Regions from separate parts of the Rattus norvegicus genome. Here region 1 is linked to region 2. A link is a contact called in public HiChIP or PLAC-seq data. All regions are on one chromosome and are shown on one strand. Each heading gives the region's core, a stretch centred on a gene start, on an enhancer-like site or on the middle of the called end of the contact. The rest is flanking DNA. Distances are from core to core; before and after follow the strand shown. Region 1 overlaps Tom1l2 (target of myb1 like 2 membrane trafficking protein). Region 2 has its middle 30 kb from the start of Rai1.

Region 1 (3,846 bases), core at 641-3,140, 150 kb before region 2:
CCCAGGTCCCAGTTACAGCCCAGGACAACTGCTGGCTCGTATTCTTCACCTCCTGCAGCTCCCTACTCTACTCTACAGGCCCCGGCTCTGAGTGTGACGGGCCCCATCACAGCCAATTCAGAACAGGTATTCATGTGCTTCTAGTTTGGCATAAGCAAACCAGCTAACTGCCCTCTTGTACCTCTCCAGGGGACAGAAGTTTCCCTAGACTTCCAGGTACTATGCTGGGTGTGGGGACACAAAGATGGAAAGACCTGGCCTCTGGAGTAGACAGATTGGAGATCACTGCAGTAGTATGTGGTCTTCTGTGGTAGGAAGCAGAACTGAAGATTCCGTGAGCCAGGGCTGAGCAAGGCATAGAAGGAAACTGGTAACTTGGCACAGAGGCTCTGGAGTGGGCCTGGGGTTTTGTCAGCTGAGGCCTATGCAGGCAATATCATCAGCACACACAGCACAGAATAGTAGCATAGCGGGGAACATCCAGTCCACCTGCAGAGTGGGTTAGCATATAGGCTGAGTGGGAAGATGGGTGACAGAAAGCAAGGTCCAAAGCAAAGGAGCATTGGCGAACTGTGAATAGGCATCTCCCCTTGGGGAGAGCATGGATGCCATGAGATGTGCCAGCCATCACAGTTCATATTTAATCAATGAGGTACCCTGGAGGCAACAGCTAGATGGAGGAGGCCTTCCAGAAACCTCTTCTGCCTCTGTCTGAGTGTTACATCCTGATAAGTTACTGGTAATTTCACTAAATTGTATTTTTAGAGAATTTATAGAGACTATTTTTAGTTGAATCTATAGAATTCTATTGAGATTTTAGAGTGGGTGAGACTTGGAAGAAATTTACTTGCTGTTTGCAGTTCCGTTTGTTACAGTGCCATTACTATGGAACATTGTTAAAACGGGAATTCAGGCAGTTGTTTATAGGTAGAGCTCTGTCCTTCTGCCCATGCTAAGGGAGAGCATGTGGGGAAAGCAGGATGCAAGCAAGGAGGCACATAGGCCTGGGTGCAAGCCACATTCTTCCGTTCCATGTAAGGCTTCAGTAGAATAACTAACTTCAGTCTGAGCAGGTAGCCAGGTCCTGACCCTGGTCCACAGAAGGAAGGCGTTCCCATGTCTCTACCAAACACTGTTGCTGAAATGTGGAGTTAATGCTCTCAGTCGGGCCTGGGTCACTGAATGCTGCCCCTCTTCACGCACAGAACCAGAGCCTTTGTAAAGGGGAGCTGTGGACAGAGGTCTTGGCTCTAGGCCCTGCTTCCTTGGGCAGAGCTCCAGGTTTGCTCTGAGAGGAAACAGAGAGTATTGCAAGCTGAATGGCAATGGAGCCCTTGCATTGGCTCACTGCAGTGTAGTGGGTGCTAAGAAAGGGTCATCAGCAGTGGAGTAACCAAGAGGAGACCCTGAGTGGTAAGTGTAGCAACCCTAAGAACTGTGGCTCCCACCCCAGGTGGAAAATAGAAACTGAAGCATGTAGGATAGATAGTGTGTGGCCTGGGCTGCTTCAGAACCCATCAGCGGTAGAATCTTCTTACTCAAGAGTTAAGGAGGCTTCGAGGCTACCCCCGAAGTAAGGCAGAGGCTGGCTTCTGGAGCCCAATCCATCTTTCAGGTGTCTGTTGAGGTTACTCCCTGAAGAGTTAAGAGTTTGCTGAGAGACTCTTATAGCATGAGAGAGGCTGAGGGAGACTGGTAGGTGTTTGTACTTAGGCAAGCCAGGGGAAATGGAAAGGCCTTGCTAGGAGAGACAGGTATGGATCTGGAATAGGTCTCTTGCAGGAGAAGTACCCACTCCGTCCAGCTCTGGGACACTATAGGACAGGTGTGCCTATGGTCACCAGTATGCATTGTACCAGGTATATCAGGCATGAGGTAGACCCCACAGCAACCTGTGAGGTGTGGGGTTATCACTCCCTTCCCATAGGTGAGTGGGTAGGCTTGGAAGAAGCCAGTCCATCTGTAGACATTGGTGCTGTAGCATCCTCTGCACATAACTCAAGGCAGGCTGTAACTCTGAGATGACACCATTCCTGTATAACTTTTATGAGTCTCACTGTGGACAGAGAATGTACCTGTGGCTTCCACTGGTGTCTTGAAAGGATTAGAAACCCAGGAGGTAACCCAAAGCTCAGACTGGAAGACTGAGGGAGACAAAATACAGTATGCCAACTGCAGGAGAGAAGGCTCAGGGTTTGCGGATGCTGATGACTGGGCGGGGTGGGGTGCTTTTAAAAGTCTGCTCCTACTCCTCACCTATTTTTTCTTAGCAGAAGAATGCTCTGAGCACTGGCCAGCCTCCTTTAGGGTATGACGCTGGAACGGACAGAGTCTATGTTCATGAGGGTCATAAAGGGATCTTGGAGCACCTGCACTACCATATACTGATTTCAGAGAGAAGAAACAGAAGCCTAGTCAGTTACAGGCCTCTGAGGGCCCTGTGGGAGGAGAGCTGCGAGTGTTCAGCTCTCTTCTGCCCCATGCTGCTTACTGTACGTCGTTCTCCACATGCTGTTATGGACAGCGAGATACAAACAACAGACTTAGTGACCAGGGTTCCCCGCCTCCTCCATGTGGTTCTCACCATACTCCAACCCTTGGTAGGCAGAGCCAAGCGGGTAAGAGGCTACTCCTATGGTTCAGATTAATCTAGGTAATCTCATAGTGGCAGGATGTTGCAGGCTGTGGGCTGGCTGGTTCTGATCCTGTAGCTCACTGATCTTCTTCCTGCCTTTTCCTTGACCTACAGATTGCTAGGCTGCGCAGTGAGCTGGACATTGTTCGGGGAAACACAAAAGTCATGTCTGAGATGTTAACAGAAATGGTCCCTGGGCAGGAGGATTCTTCTGATCTGGAACTACTACAGGTGAGGATAACCTTAACTTCGGAAGTATGGGCTGAGTGCCTGGCTGGGCCCTTAGGGGCAGTGCTGCATACTGTGGGAGCACCCTACTTGGGCACACAACCATGTTGACAAGTCTGGTGGCACCATGGTGGAGAGGGTCCAAGTCCATGTTGGTTCACATTCAGCCTTACTTCTTGAAGATGGGCAGAGGCCAGTATCACTCTGTACTTTAAATTTTTTATTTAATAATTTTCCCCACTTTAAAGTACCAGTTGTAGAATATGTGCCTATCAAAATGAAAAATATTTTTCTTTGGTTTAGCCATCTGCAATAAGTGGAATTTATCTTTTGATGTATTTTCAGGTAGACTCTTTGTTGTGTTCATGCATTTTACATTGAGTTGAAACCTTGCTATGTGTATAGTCCTGTTCATGACTTTGCTCCCTTGTTACTGTGTCATAAACATTTTGGAATAAGAGTTCTTGGGCCTTGGAGACATGGAGAAGCCCTGCTAGTCTCTCATCCTAAGGCAGGCCATTCTGAGGTAAATTTAAACCCCCTGTTCTCTGCCTCACTGCTGGAACTGCTCAGGCTTGGGGTGAACACTGGTTCCTGAGAAGCTGCTGCCCCACCCCCAGCCTCTTTGCCTCTGAACGCTGTAGATGGTGATGCTGGAGTTGGGACATAGGGCCGTGCCCACTAGGCAAGTTACTCCACCACTGAACCAGACCCCGAGCCCACCCTACATATCTTGGACATGGTAGGAAAGGAGACAGAGGGCAGCCAGGCTGCAGTCTCATCCTTCAGTTAGCTGAGAGCCTGTGAGGCTGAGGCAGAAGTGGAGCCCAGTCATATTAGCACGCAGGGACTCCTGTACAGAAAGAGGCAGTGGCACTGCCCTTCAGGGTAGCGACCTTCTGGAAGGGTAGAGAGAGGATGCTGTGAGCTGCGAGTATCAGATCCCTCCTCCGAGAGGTGGGGTACATGAGTGGACAGATCAG
Region 2 (3,582 bases), core at 366-2,865:
AGAACCTAGGCAGCCAGGGTGCTTAGAACTATGCATAAGAGGGGCTGGAGAGATAGTTCAGCAGTTAAAAGAGCCCATGCTGCTTCCAGAGGATGGAAGTGCAGAGCCCAGCACCCACACCAGGGCTGCTTGTGATCATCTATAACTCCAGCTCCAGGGTAGCACATGGCATACCCACAGACAGACACCTACACAGAAATAATACTTTTTAAAAAATGTACTGCAACTCCAGTTCCAGGGGCTCTAACACCCTCTTCTGGCCTCCATAAACACCAGGCATACACTTGGTGCACAGACATACATACAGGCAAAACACCCAAGTGCAAGAGAGAGAGAGAGAGAGAGAGAGAGAGAGAGAGAGAGAGAGAAAGAGAAGGTAGGGCAGACAGATGGAGCCTTAGGGATGGTCAAAGCCCTTGCAACGTGAATCACTCAGTACATGTGAACATACAAATGAAACTGGTCACACTGCCACTTAGGGTCCACTCTCATCACTGGGGCAAAATCCCTTTGCAAATAGAAACTGTGGCCAGAAGCCAGTCATTTTCATGTGCCTTCCCCCACTGACCTCCACCTTGCCAGAAGAGAATTAGGCATTGGACTCCCTGTTTTGCAAGTGAGGGTTAGAGGTGACTTTGTCAAGTCATTGATACCTTGTCTATGTTGCAAAGCTCTTTAGCAGTAAGAATCAGCCCAGCACTGGAATACACCACAGGGTTGATACTCACTTGCCTAGAGGCGAAAGGCTCTATGTTCCACCTAAACCTCACAAAAGCAAGACTCAACCCAACAATAACAGCCAAGAGGAGGGCTGTGGGCCAGCAGGGTCCTCTCATTATGTTCATTTTAAAATGGAGGAAGAGAGCCCTCCAAACAGTAGCTGATGCTAGGATTTGAACTCAGGCTGGCCTCCCTGAAAATCTTTGTCCTGAGGCTACAGGACCCTCTTTGTTTCTGAGATCACAAAACACATCAAGGTCACTTTTAATACCGATAGCAATTCATATTCCCATTCTTGACAGAAGAAACTGATGCTGAAGGAAAGTGGCTCCCCTAATTCCAGCAGTGGCTGGAATTCAGACATTTTCTCTGATTCTTAATCTGGTGCTTGCTGATCTGTCCCAAGAGAGCCCACTGTGCAGATGAGCAGTCTCCCCTGCACACCCTTTTGCAAGCTCCTACAGGTCTGGGTGGGCGTTCAGCAAACCTGCTGCCTGATCCCATTAGCCCTCTCCATTAGCTGCAGCAGCCCTCTCTCCACACACACACACAAAGTGAGCAGCTCAGGCCTAGAGACCAAACACAGTCTACCTTGTGCTGACACTGATGGCATTGAGTCCAGAGAGCAAGGGGGAAAGATTCCTTGGCTGGTTCCAGCATATCATCCACAGCTCCCAGCCAATGCCATACCGCCTCTCTATCCGGGGCCCTGGAACAGCCATTTCTCCTCTTCACAGGCCCCTATTGCCCCAAGCAAGCAACTGTGCAAAAATGGGACATTTGTTGACTGTCTGCCTAGTGACAACACTTCAAGAGCCTTGAAGACTTAACACTGGATTGTTCATTGTGAGCACAGAAATGAAGCTCAAAGAACCGAAGAATGTCTGGTGTGGCCAGAGCCCTTGTGCATGTTGACTGCTTTCTCTCCTGAGAAAGCCTATTCATCTGTAGCAAGAACACCTCAATTTCTTTCAGTCCTGTATGTCCCCTTCTCTCCCACTCTCTGCTTCCAAGGTTTCCCTCAGCCCTGCACACCTCAGCCCTGCACATGCGTCTCTGAGTCTCCGAGTATCTGTCTCTCCCACACCTGCCCTTCTGTTTCAAGGGCTCCAGAACCAGCAGAACAAACTCTTGTCTTTTGGCAGCCAAGCCTCAGCCTGTGCCTCCTGTGGCCTCCCCCTCCCTGGTGTCACATTCCAATCTTAGGTCTTCAGTGACCCACCGGAAAGGGGCACAGCTCACCCTCATTCTTGGAGAAACAGGATGAGCCAGTTTCTTCCAGTCCCCTAGGTTTCTTGAAGCGCGTGCGCACACACACACACACAGACACACACACACAGACACACACACACACACACACACACACACACACACACACTTTTTTCACAGAGAACAGGTACCAGCCAAGGATCAAAGGGGCCTCTGAGGGGCTGTGAGGTTCCTATCCTCTGCACTTCACCTGGGGCCCCTACCAGGAAGCATTCCTAAGCATCTGAGCTCTAGTCCCCACCCCTGGCTATGGGCCCTGGAAGGAGTCACTGGGGCTCAGCTGCTCTAGCCTCATGTGCAAGGCAGAAGGGCCTATCATTCAGAGATCCACGCTAGGCCACTGACATAGACAAAGAGAGATGACTCATTCTCTTGGAGGTCAGGAGGAGGAGACAGGATGTCTGTTTGGGTCTTGGGAGGCAGATGAAGGGCACCCAGGTGGAAAGGGCAGCCCAGGCAAACTCAAGAGGCTGGCAGGAAAATAGCTGAACTGAAAGGAGGGTAATGTGCAGGAGTAGGGCAGGGGACTGAGAGAATTCTGGGAGCATGTGAAATACCCCAGGCTAGCCTCTGGTCAAAAATCAAAAAGAGGCTTCAAGGTAGCTACTGGAGTTCAGAAAAAAGATGGCAAGGAGGTCAACAAGGAGGCCCTGGCACAATGAATGGCTCCTCCACCATTTCTCCTGAGTCAAGTGACTAAAACACAAAGTCTCCCAAGTGCAGCAGAAACATTCTCCCTCCTTCTCTACCTCTGCCCCGTGTATCACTTGCTCACAACCCTCTCTTCCATAAAGATCTTGCTGTTGCCTGGGTCTCACACACCTGTCACTGGGCAGTAACCTAGGGAATATTTCATGCTTAGACCCTGACATGGCTTTGAAAACACTAGGTCTTTGGACAGTCCACAGTTGCTGGGGCCTGACATCCAGGGCCTGTCCCAAAGAGAACCCTGGTCTGAGGACATCATCATTGCCAATGCGCATGGCTCCTCCTCCCTGGGAACCACAAACACACATACATACCACAGCCCAGGCAGCTGGTTGAGGCAGAAAAGGACAAGTATGTGCTGCCGTCGACACGGAAGACAGCCATGGCAGGAGCGAAGCAGCAGCAGCTGGCCTTTCTCAGGATCACCGACCTAACCATCTATGGATACCTACAGCTGCAGTCGGCACTGGGATTCTCATTGTACAGATGGAGACACTGAGGCCCAGGGTGGTAAACAACTCCCTCAGCAGATGGTGGAGCCAGGAGTCCATCCAGAGTCTCACCCACTCCCCTTCCAGAGAGAAGGGAAACCAGGGCTGCAGACTAAGAGATCTGGGTATGGTTTCACTTGAGGGGAAATAAAACTATGCATTTGTCCACAGCCTTTTGCACACATTAAGTGGGCAGATGGAAGGATACAGTGACTTTACAGGATCACCAGTGCTGAGGGCTGCCCCTCTACATGCTTTTTGGCTATCTGCATCTTCCACAGTGAGAACCTCTCTATGTATTACTTGTGTAGTTAAAAAAAAAGAGCAATTGTAGGGTCTCGATTACTATTTGTTGAAGGAATATGTAGCAGATCCATTTCCGAGGCCTGCTTTT

What was found. HiChIP or PLAC-seq counts read pairs in DNA pulled down with a chosen protein or histone mark.
Region 1: an H3K27ac HiChIP or PLAC-seq map of oligodendrocytes shows a contact between it and region 2, with 2.9 times the contacts expected there. The contact joins two enhancer-like sites. A contact is called at or near these places in 3 of 12 Hi-C or Micro-C datasets (Schwann cells, liver and mammary epithelial cells) and 1 of 1 datasets of contacts at active chromatin or transcription factors (oligodendrocytes).

The regions. Positions count from the first base shown.
Region 1 is chr10:45,566,110-45,569,955 of GRCr8, reverse strand. Tom1l2 (target of myb1 like 2 membrane trafficking protein) reads left to right here. Exons shown (of 15, transcript NM_001399549.1): 6 at 1-126; 7 at 2,750-2,866. Among named protein-coding and RNA genes, the nearest start is that of Srebf1, 39 kb to the right of the region's middle. Within about 2 kb of position 1,890, at least 12 of the 93 cell types and tissues checked have an H3K27ac peak or open chromatin away from gene starts, as enhancers often do.
Region 2 is chr10:45,415,329-45,418,910 of GRCr8, reverse strand. It overlaps a transcript of Rai1 not described here. Among named protein-coding and RNA genes, the nearest start is that of Rai1, 30 kb to the left of the region's middle. Within about 2 kb of position 1,615, at least 15 of the 93 cell types and tissues checked have an H3K27ac peak or open chromatin away from gene starts, as enhancers often do.